Regions from separate parts of the Oryctolagus cuniculus genome. Here region 2 is linked to region 1. The links are chromatin contacts, called in public Micro-C maps. All regions are on one chromosome and are shown on one strand. Each heading gives the region's core, a stretch centred on a gene start, on an enhancer-like site or on the middle of the called end of the contact. The rest is flanking DNA. Distances are from core to core; before and after follow the strand shown.

Region 1 (4,232 bases), core at 480-2,979:
TCTTCCAGTCTGTTTGATGTGGAGGCTTATTGAGATTTATCTACTGAGCTGTTCATGGTTTGTAGGGCTGAGAGCACTGGCTATATTATATAAGATTCCATTAGTGACAGCAGAGTGTAGACAGTCTCTACAGTGTAGGTAGTTTAGTTAGTTGTGGTGGTCATGGTTTTGCTGAAATTTTTAAGACTGTTGTCGAGCTTTTTTATTAGTACTCAATAATTTTTCTTATTTTTCTCTATATAGTGAGCCTCAAAGCAGATGTGATTTTGTTGGTCCAATCTAATCGAAAGTTCTTAACTTTCAGTCGAAATCTCTATGTATATTTGAAAACTTTTCTAATTATTTGAACCAGTTATCTGTAAGGGAAATAAAAATAGAAATACAGAGCAATCAATCATAAATATTTGCTGTATGGGGAGGTACACCTTATTCCATTGTATTGGCCATTGTAACAGCCGCAGTATACCCCACTGTATAACATGAAAGCTACAAAGGGCTTTCATACTCTTGATTTCATATTTTCCTGGTAGGCAGACACTTGGAATTTAGATTATTAATTTGCCACATGTCACATATCTAAATGTGAAGCAGAGCTGGTGTTCAAATTCAGATACGAATCCTAACCCTGTCATTTTTCCATTATATCAAAGCTTTATTATTCATAGTGTACAGAATTTCTAAAAGTAACCAAGTTCTGCAAGATCACTTTCCAGTGAATGAATCACATCTTTTTTTTTTCCTGAGCAGTAAAGTTACTCAGGGTTACCCTGCTAGAGATAAGAAAATCTAAGGTTTTATTGGAGGAATAATGGGATGCATTCACTCTTTTTGCCTCAGTTCCCACATGTATTCAATGGAGTAAATACCCCAGAGGAGTTTTGTGTGATTAAGTGAGTTAATACTGTGCATGCAAGGAGATTAGGAGAGGGCCTGGCCAGAGTAAATTGCGCCATACATTGAGCTATTGTTAGCATTCATTTACTCAGTGATGTTGATTGACCTGCTGCTGTGTGTCAGATAATGTGCTGGGCATTAGAAGAGAAATGAGTTGAAGTCTTTTTCCAAGGGTCTCAGAATCAAGCCAGTTGCATGAGTATTCTGTTACAGAGGCATGCAAGGAGAGATCTGGAAACACCCAGGGGGGATGAGTTGAGGCCATAAGAGTCAGGGTCTGAGCTTGAAGAGTAAGGAGGAGTCAGACATGTGAAGGAAAACGGTTGGGGGAAGGGGAGCCGGGAGGACAGATGACCATAGTTGAATGGCTGGTGTGAGAAAGTTTCTTCAACTCAGGGTTTCTTGGCAACTTCCAAAAGTGGTTATGCCCTGTGACTCTCCAGACATAGTGTTAGGTACTCGTTTAGAATAGTGAATCGTGGAAACCTTTTTGTGGAATATCTTGGGAAGAACTGTCTTGTAAACACACTTGGAGAAACTCTAGATAGCCCGAGTGGTGAGAAGAGAGGAGTGTGAGTTCTTGTAAGAAAGGGGTGGGCAAGGAGGATGTTGAGGGCAGTATTGATCAGAGAGATTAAGACAGTAGATTCAGCAAGGCATGATGATAGATGAGGGGACAGGGAGGGAGAGAGATTGTGGGATGATAGCAGATTTTTGAGTTGGACCGTTTTCTGGGCTAATAGTACAGCTGACAGAGGCAAGGATTTGGGAGCAGGAAGACACAAGTTCAATGTTACCACCATGTTTTGAGGTGCTTGAAGCACATCCTTTAGAACATAGCCATTTGGCAGTTAGATACTAAGGGTCTGGTGCTGTGAGTGCGGTCTGGTCTAGATGAAGGAGCAGTTTTGCGTAGATGGCCAGCAGAATGAATGAGATCACCCAGATGGGTGAGGATAGACTTCAGGAGGCATCCAACATTGACTTGATATGTGCAGGAAGAGGATCTCTCACCAGAGATTGAGTTTTTCAGTAATCTGGATCTGTGAATGTTTTGTTTGGAAAGTGCCTGAATCCACCCATGCAGGGAAACTTCTTTGTGGGCTACTCCTCCCAAGAATCTGGGTAGTTGTAGAGGAAGCACCGCACCCATACCCTAAGCTCTCCCAGGAGGGCTGCGTGCTGCCCCGCCCAGCCCTTCTGAACTCTGTGGGGGAAGGCTGAGCATGTTGCATTGTGAAGTGTTAGAATGCTAGATCCTTAAATGTAACTGGAGAAATAATGAAAGAGAAGTATTCCACTGGATTAAGCAAGTTCAATGGATTTTAATTTTCCTGATAAACTATTATTAAGAAATTGTTTTGGAGATTTACTCTCAGAGTAGGATTAGCTAACCTACATTTTTCATTTGGATAAGTAGCTCCTTAATTAGAAACCAAGATTTAGGGAATTGTTTCCCATTGCTTTATATAGTTTAGAGAAGGTATGCGAAACTGCCAATGAAGGTTTTCTGCATGATAGTGAGAAGCAGGGAAAACAAGAGGAAATTATAATATGTTAAGGGAAAGAATTCTGTTCTTCCAATGTACTTGCTTTTATCTTTAATTCTAGAAGTCTCTGCTGGCAGTTTTTTTTTTCTTTCCCTCCCTATTCTTGTCATGCCAAGAGTTGCATATTTTTGGCAAAATGTTTATTACTGGCTAGGAGTGCACGAGAAAACCTTTGCCAGAGAATTAAGCAAGCAGAAGTCTGTCAAAACAAATATTCTAGTTTGAAAATATAGTCCTGTGGGGGAAGGAGGTGGGGTGGATAGTGGAGGAGGCCAGGGCATGTTCTGGGGCTGAGTATTTATTTCATAAGAATTCTGGGTTCTGGAAGACTGTGTTTGTAAGAATGCTGGAGGAAGCAGGAGTGTGGCACATTTAGTGTACTGATGAGCGAGGAAGGGTTTTCTGGGAATTTCTGATTTGCTTTTGTGTTTGGTATTCAGTTTGTATGGCAGCCTTAGCTAAGAGTGAAATGTGTTAATAAAACATAGGCCTTTTCATTGAATTCAAGTGATATTTAACAAAACTTATGTTTACATGGAAAAACTCTCAGACCTGAGGATATTAAATACACAAACAAATATGCACATAAACACTAATCTGCTTCATAAGCATTTATTTGGCTAGGAAAGGCCAACTTTTTATCATTTCAATCTTAAAAATATGTGTGGATTAATTAAAAAAAAGCAAATCTTGTTTCTTCCCCTTAAATTTTCTTACTACTTTTATAGATGGGTAAATGCAAAGCCTTTAGATTTCTTTGCTACACAGTTGCTTGATGCCACTATTTTAGGAACTATTTTTCAAATTTGAGACATAGATTGACATAAGTACCCACTGGGGTGGGTGTAGATGCCAACCAGATTAAGCCTCAACCATGAAAACTGTTGCAAGCTGAAAATATTTTAGTTCTTCTATAGGATTTCTTGCTCATATATCTACATGCAACTGTTACTTTCCAAGAGAATTTTAAAAATAAAAAATACTACCTAATCTTGCAATAAATGATCATCCATGGTAGAATGTATTAGTAATGGAGAAAATAATATTAATAAATTATAATCCTGAATATTCTTATCTCCTCCTGGCAAATTTTAGACTTGCTGCCATAAGCAATTCAAGGAATATTTGCCTGCATCCAGAGTACTGGGATGAAGCCTTCCTGTTATTTGATTCCCAGATTTGGTACACTTTAGTTACTGAAAGAAAGATTAATTAATGTAAAATTTCTTTAATTTTAGTAATTCAAAAGAATAAAAGTTTTTTGAGGGCTTGAAAAGATCATGGTGAACCATTGGAATTTGCCTTTAGTAAATGTAACATTTGTTTTCTAAAGAATTATAACAACATACTTAAATTCCAGAACAGTAAGCAAAATAGCTTAAGTTCACTGACTTGAAAAAACATTCTTTTATACTGCACGGTTCTAAAATAAATACTTAAAAGAAACAGAGAGCAAGCCATTCTATCTTGGATTTCATTTTCCTTCAGATAGAACAGCTAGAACAAACATTCTTGCTAGTTAACATTGCCTGTGTTTTTATGAAGTTAATAACTGACCTGTCAATCACGCCCTATATAAATACGGTAGTTGAATGCTTTCTGCTTTAGAAGCACTTTGATTTACAAGAGCTGCCAGCCAAGATTTCCAAAGGACTCCATGGGCTGTTTGCTTTGATCTGTTTTGAGGGCTGGTCTCTTTATACCTGTTGGTTTGCTCTTTATGATACCTTTGTGTAATCAGGTATGGGGAGAGCAGATGTGCCGAATAAACACGTCTTACGGAAACCA
Region 2 (4,419 bases), core at 1,165-3,664, 150 kb after region 1:
CCTTAGTAGTAATCCTCCAGCTACCTGTGCCCGTCACCTGGAAGCCCCATGGCCTGCCTGGGCTGCTAGTAATGAGAACAGAAATACTTGTGTGCCCTTGAGACCACATGGCTTTTGTCTTTCTAACGCTGCTAACAGGGCTAAAGAATCACAAAATTTATACCAGGAAAAGGAATTGAGAGATCGTCTAGTCCAGTGTAATTCTTTCTTCGAACAGGAGCGCGCATAGAAATTTGAGAGGTTGAAGATTGTAGGGGTGGCAAAAATGGTTCAAACTGGAATGGGGCCTGGAGTTCACCTGCGTGGCTTTCCTCCTATTGGGAGCCCCAGAAGGGAATAAGAGAAGCACCCTGACTGCCTGTTTCAAAAGAGAGATCTAATCCAAACTGACATTTTGGAAGAAGTCACACACAAGCGGGCAGACAGCTTCTCTACTTGACAGATAGAGCTGACTCAGAAGGTGCTTGAAGGTAGGGACATAAAGAGCAAGTTTGATTTTCCTCTCCTTCCCTCTTGCTGTTTGATCATCGTAGAAAATCCTATAACCCCATGCACGGGCAGCCCGGAGACCTCTCAGAAGCTGCTCTCTCTGGAAGGGGCCCCAAGCTGCAGACCTTCTTGCCACCAAAACAGCTGTTCTAGGTCTCCTTTCCTCCGAAATCCATTCTCAGTTGGCTGGCTGCCACCCAACCCTACCCAACAAGTCATGCTAACATGGCCTACATTCTAATATGTAAATTAGCTTATTCTCCTGGTCAGAAAACTATTTTTCAGTAGTGATCTTTTGGCGACAGTACCTTTTTTTTTTTTTTTTAAGATTGATTTATTTACTTGAAAGTCAGAATTACACAGAGAGAGGAGAGGCAGAGAGAGTGAGAGAAAGAGGTCTTCTATCCACTGGTTCATTCCACAACTGTCCACAGTGGCCGGAGTTGCGCACATCCAAAGCTGGGAGCCAGGAGCTTCTTCCGGGTTTCCCATGTGGGTGCAGGGGCCCAAGGACTTGGGCCATCTTCTACTGCTTTCCCAGGTCATAGTAGAGAGCTGAAGAGGAAGTGGAGCAGCCAGGACTCGAACTGGCACCTGTATGAGATGCCGGCACTACAGGTGGTGGCTTTACCCGCTGCGCCACAGCACTGGCCCCTGGAGACAGTACCTTTAACTGAAGTCAGTAGCTGTGACCACAGGCCTCTGGCAACACGCAGACCTGGCGCAAGCACTGCTCTGCCCTACTGAGCAGATTCAGGCCTACTCTGTCCTCTCTAGCCAGGCTTTAGGCTGCCTCCAAGAGGGCTTGTGGGGAGCGCAGCCTGGCTTTAGTGAAGTGGCCAAGGGAGCAGCTCTGGGAGGGGCCCAAAAGGCTCACTGTTCTCTCCTCGCTGATTGGAATGGCCTGCAGGCCTCTGGGCAGAACACCTTCCCGCTCAAGGGAACGAACGGGCTCACGCCAGTACTCCCAGAACCAGAGGGGCCTGCGTCAGCCCTTGTGTTCCTGAGTGACCACAGGGAGTGTCACTTCCAGAACTGCTTGGTGAACAGAAAGCCCCCAGCCTAAAAGCACACTGCCCAGAAGCTGAGGCGAGGCAGCACCTACTCAAGGTTGGCAGGCTTGGTCTGGTCCCCCCCGCTCAGCCACTGGCCAGCCTGGCGCGGCCTGTAATTCCTGTAGGCCTCAGTTTTGATCTGTAATGGGAGTGTGAGAGAGATGAGAGTGAGGAGGGCATGAGAAGAGCTAAAGAGATACAGGAAATGTACCGATGGCCAGTAATTAAGTCCTGCTCAACATAGCTGGGCATGCTAGAAATAATGCCTCTTGTTGGACCTCACAGAAACAGCTGTGCCTGGAGCCCTGCTTCTCCCCAGACAGGCAACTAGGACATAGCACCAGCACATGTGGTTGCAAACCAAAATACTCCAATTGCTTGGCAGAGTGTCTCATTTTTCATCTGATTGTGTTTGGGACACATAGATACAATTTGTTTCTCTACAAAACCTTGATTCTATTCTTGGTTCTTGCCCTAATCTTGGGTGGGTCACTTGAGCTATATGAGCAACTTTGTTGATTTGTAAAAGTGAGAATAATAATGCCTATTTTTCTTCCTTCTGAAGAATTTTGTTAAGATAAAAAGAAATGGGAATATTTTTGAAGATAAAACTTTTAATGCAATTCAGTTGATATTGTTATTACCCTTGCCAAGGCTAATTTTCAAGTGTGTGCTCTGCCCTGTTCACAAGGTCACGGGTCTGTTGACTGTGCTGCTAGAAATTCTCACCTTGGGGACCGGCACTGTGGCGTAATGGGTAAAGCCACAGCCTGCAGCACCGGTATCCCATATGGGCACTGGTTTGAGTCCCAGCTGCTCCACTTCCAATCCACCTCCCTGCTAATGTGCCTGGGAAAGTAGCTGAGAATGTCCCAAGTCTCTGCGCCCCTGCACTCACGTGAGAGACCTGGATGAAGGTTCTGGTTCCTAGCTTCAGCCTGGCCCAGTCCTGGCTGTTATGCCCATTTAGAGAGTGAATCGGTGAATGGAAGATCTCTCTCTCTCTCTCTCTCTCTCTCTCTCTCTGTCTCTCTCTCTCTCTCTCAACTCTGCCTTGCAAATAAATACAATAAATCTTAAAAAAAAAAAAGTCTCACCTTATACTGTATACAGACTTTTCATGCAATATCCAGAAGTTTTCGTTCACCTCACTTATTTTTCCTTCTTTATGCTTCTAGAGAGAAGCACAGTTTGAAAAGAAAGGGGGCTTCTGTTGGTACTCTGTATCATAATTGAAGCTATAGATCCTCCAAGCTCCAAACTCCAAACTGTACAATAAAAGTTTTCTTGGATACTACTTTTCTCCCATAATTCCTAGCACATAGCTTATTAAGTTATTAACCAGCAATTTCTCTGGCAGCATATTAAACTTTACTTTTAAACAAGTCACAGAGGGAGGGAAACATGCATCTCTCATAAAAGGAATAAAAAACATACAGCCTCTAACACAGTTTCCCCAGGCTTTGAACAAATCCCAAGCCCCACACAAGGTCTCTTTTTCATCATTCCCTGCACATAGCTGGAGTGTTAGTACATTAATGAGAAAAAGATGCCTAATAGAGCGATGGAAAAATACGAGGGCCTCTGGAGTGTGGGGACGCCCTGGGGGTTCTCTGGAAGGGCAGGTGAGCCTGGCTGGAGGGAAAGGCGAAGCCACGGGGTTGGGGTTGCCGGCTTCCTCTCGAGCGCCAGCATTCCCAGGGGAGACTGTGGCTTCGGCCTCCACTTGAGAAGGGGACCCCAGTGCTCTGTGCAGGCTACCAGTTGCCTCCCTGGGACGCTGGGAAAGTGGCAGAGGCCCTCTGCTTTTACAGATCCCTGCCTAAGGGAAGCCCATTGTGCTGTGGTAGTGCATGGCTGAGGCCTCCGCTCCTTTTCTGGGTAGAGTCACAGCTCATGGTCGCTCACTGTGTGCATGGCAGTGCAGCAAGAATTCCCTAGGAATTGGTCAACCTCCAGAGCAGGGTCCTGAGGACAGCTTCACTTTAACAGGCAAATCCAAGTAGAGGGCTACAGGGCAGTGGATACTTGCAGGTGAGCACTAGCACTTGCAAAGCTCCGTACCAGCAAAGGCTGGCTGGGTGCTGCAGCATGCCATCGAAAACCAGCTCCGCATCACACCTGCCCAGCCGGGGCCAGGTAAGCCACAGGCCTGGAGAGCAGCCAGGCCCTGTGTGCTGCTGGCGGCTGACCCCGTATGCACATCTGAATTCTCCCTGTTCCAGTGGGGGAAATAACTTGTTTAAAAATACATATTCTGCAGTTCACAGCCATTTGGCATTTTAGTTTAAACAAATCCCCTATTGTTTCTCCAGGAATGCCGTGTGATGGTTGCTTGGCTGGAGGCGGGGGGAAATCAGAAGGGGGGGGGGATTCTTTTTATTTAATTTACACTTCCACATTTCTACGGCTTGGTGTGGTCTGCATCAAAGGAGCACTTCCTAAGCACAGCAGCTCTTCCTTTTCTAGACAAATGCAAGGAGAGGCGGCGTCTGCTCTGCGGACAGCCACTGCTGCCTTGCAGACGGGCGCTGCCAGGACTACAGAGAGCGCCAGCGGGGTCTCCGGGAGAGCAGAGGAAGGTCAAATGCAGCATCAAGTTGGATGGTCAAGGAGTGTTTCCTAGAGACAGGCTTTGAAGTGAGTTTCAAAGGAAGGGCCTGGTGTGGCTGGACATGTGTCACGTGGAGGGATCTTAGCAGGACTCTTCTCCCTCTCCTTTTACCATTTTCTCTCTCCTAGTCTTCGACTCTCCTTCCTCCTGCCTTTGGCTCACGCCCACTCCTCGCCTGCCTGCCCTCTCCTGACTTCTCAGCCTCTTTGTCTGGTTTTCTTCTCACCAGCCTGTGGTGGGCCTGCCTCTGGGGGGTCTCTA

Evidence for each region. A called contact is a pair of places that touch in the nucleus more often than the background predicts.
Region 2: a Micro-C map of ear pinna shows a contact between it and region 1, with 1.8 times the contacts expected there. The contact joins two enhancer-like sites. A contact is called at or near these places in 3 of 6 Hi-C or Micro-C datasets (ear pinna, psoas muscle and an unstated tissue).

Annotation. Positions count from the first base shown.
Region 1 is chr2:159,258,407-159,262,638 of mOryCun1.1, forward strand. All of the region lies in intron 26 of THADA (THADA armadillo repeat containing), which reads left to right. Among named protein-coding and RNA genes, the nearest start is that of THADA, 130 kb to the left of the region's middle. Within about 2 kb of position 1,730, at least 3 of the 8 cell types and tissues checked have an H3K27ac peak or open chromatin away from gene starts, as enhancers often do. A contact at or near this core is called in ear pinna, where this site is marked.
Region 2 is chr2:159,404,852-159,409,270 of mOryCun1.1, forward strand. All of the region lies in intron 30 of THADA (THADA armadillo repeat containing), which reads left to right. Among named protein-coding and RNA genes, the nearest start is that of ZFP36L2, 98 kb to the right of the region's middle. Within about 2 kb of position 2,415, at least 1 of the 8 cell types and tissues checked has an H3K27ac peak or open chromatin away from gene starts, as enhancers often do. A contact at or near this core is called in ear pinna, where this site is marked.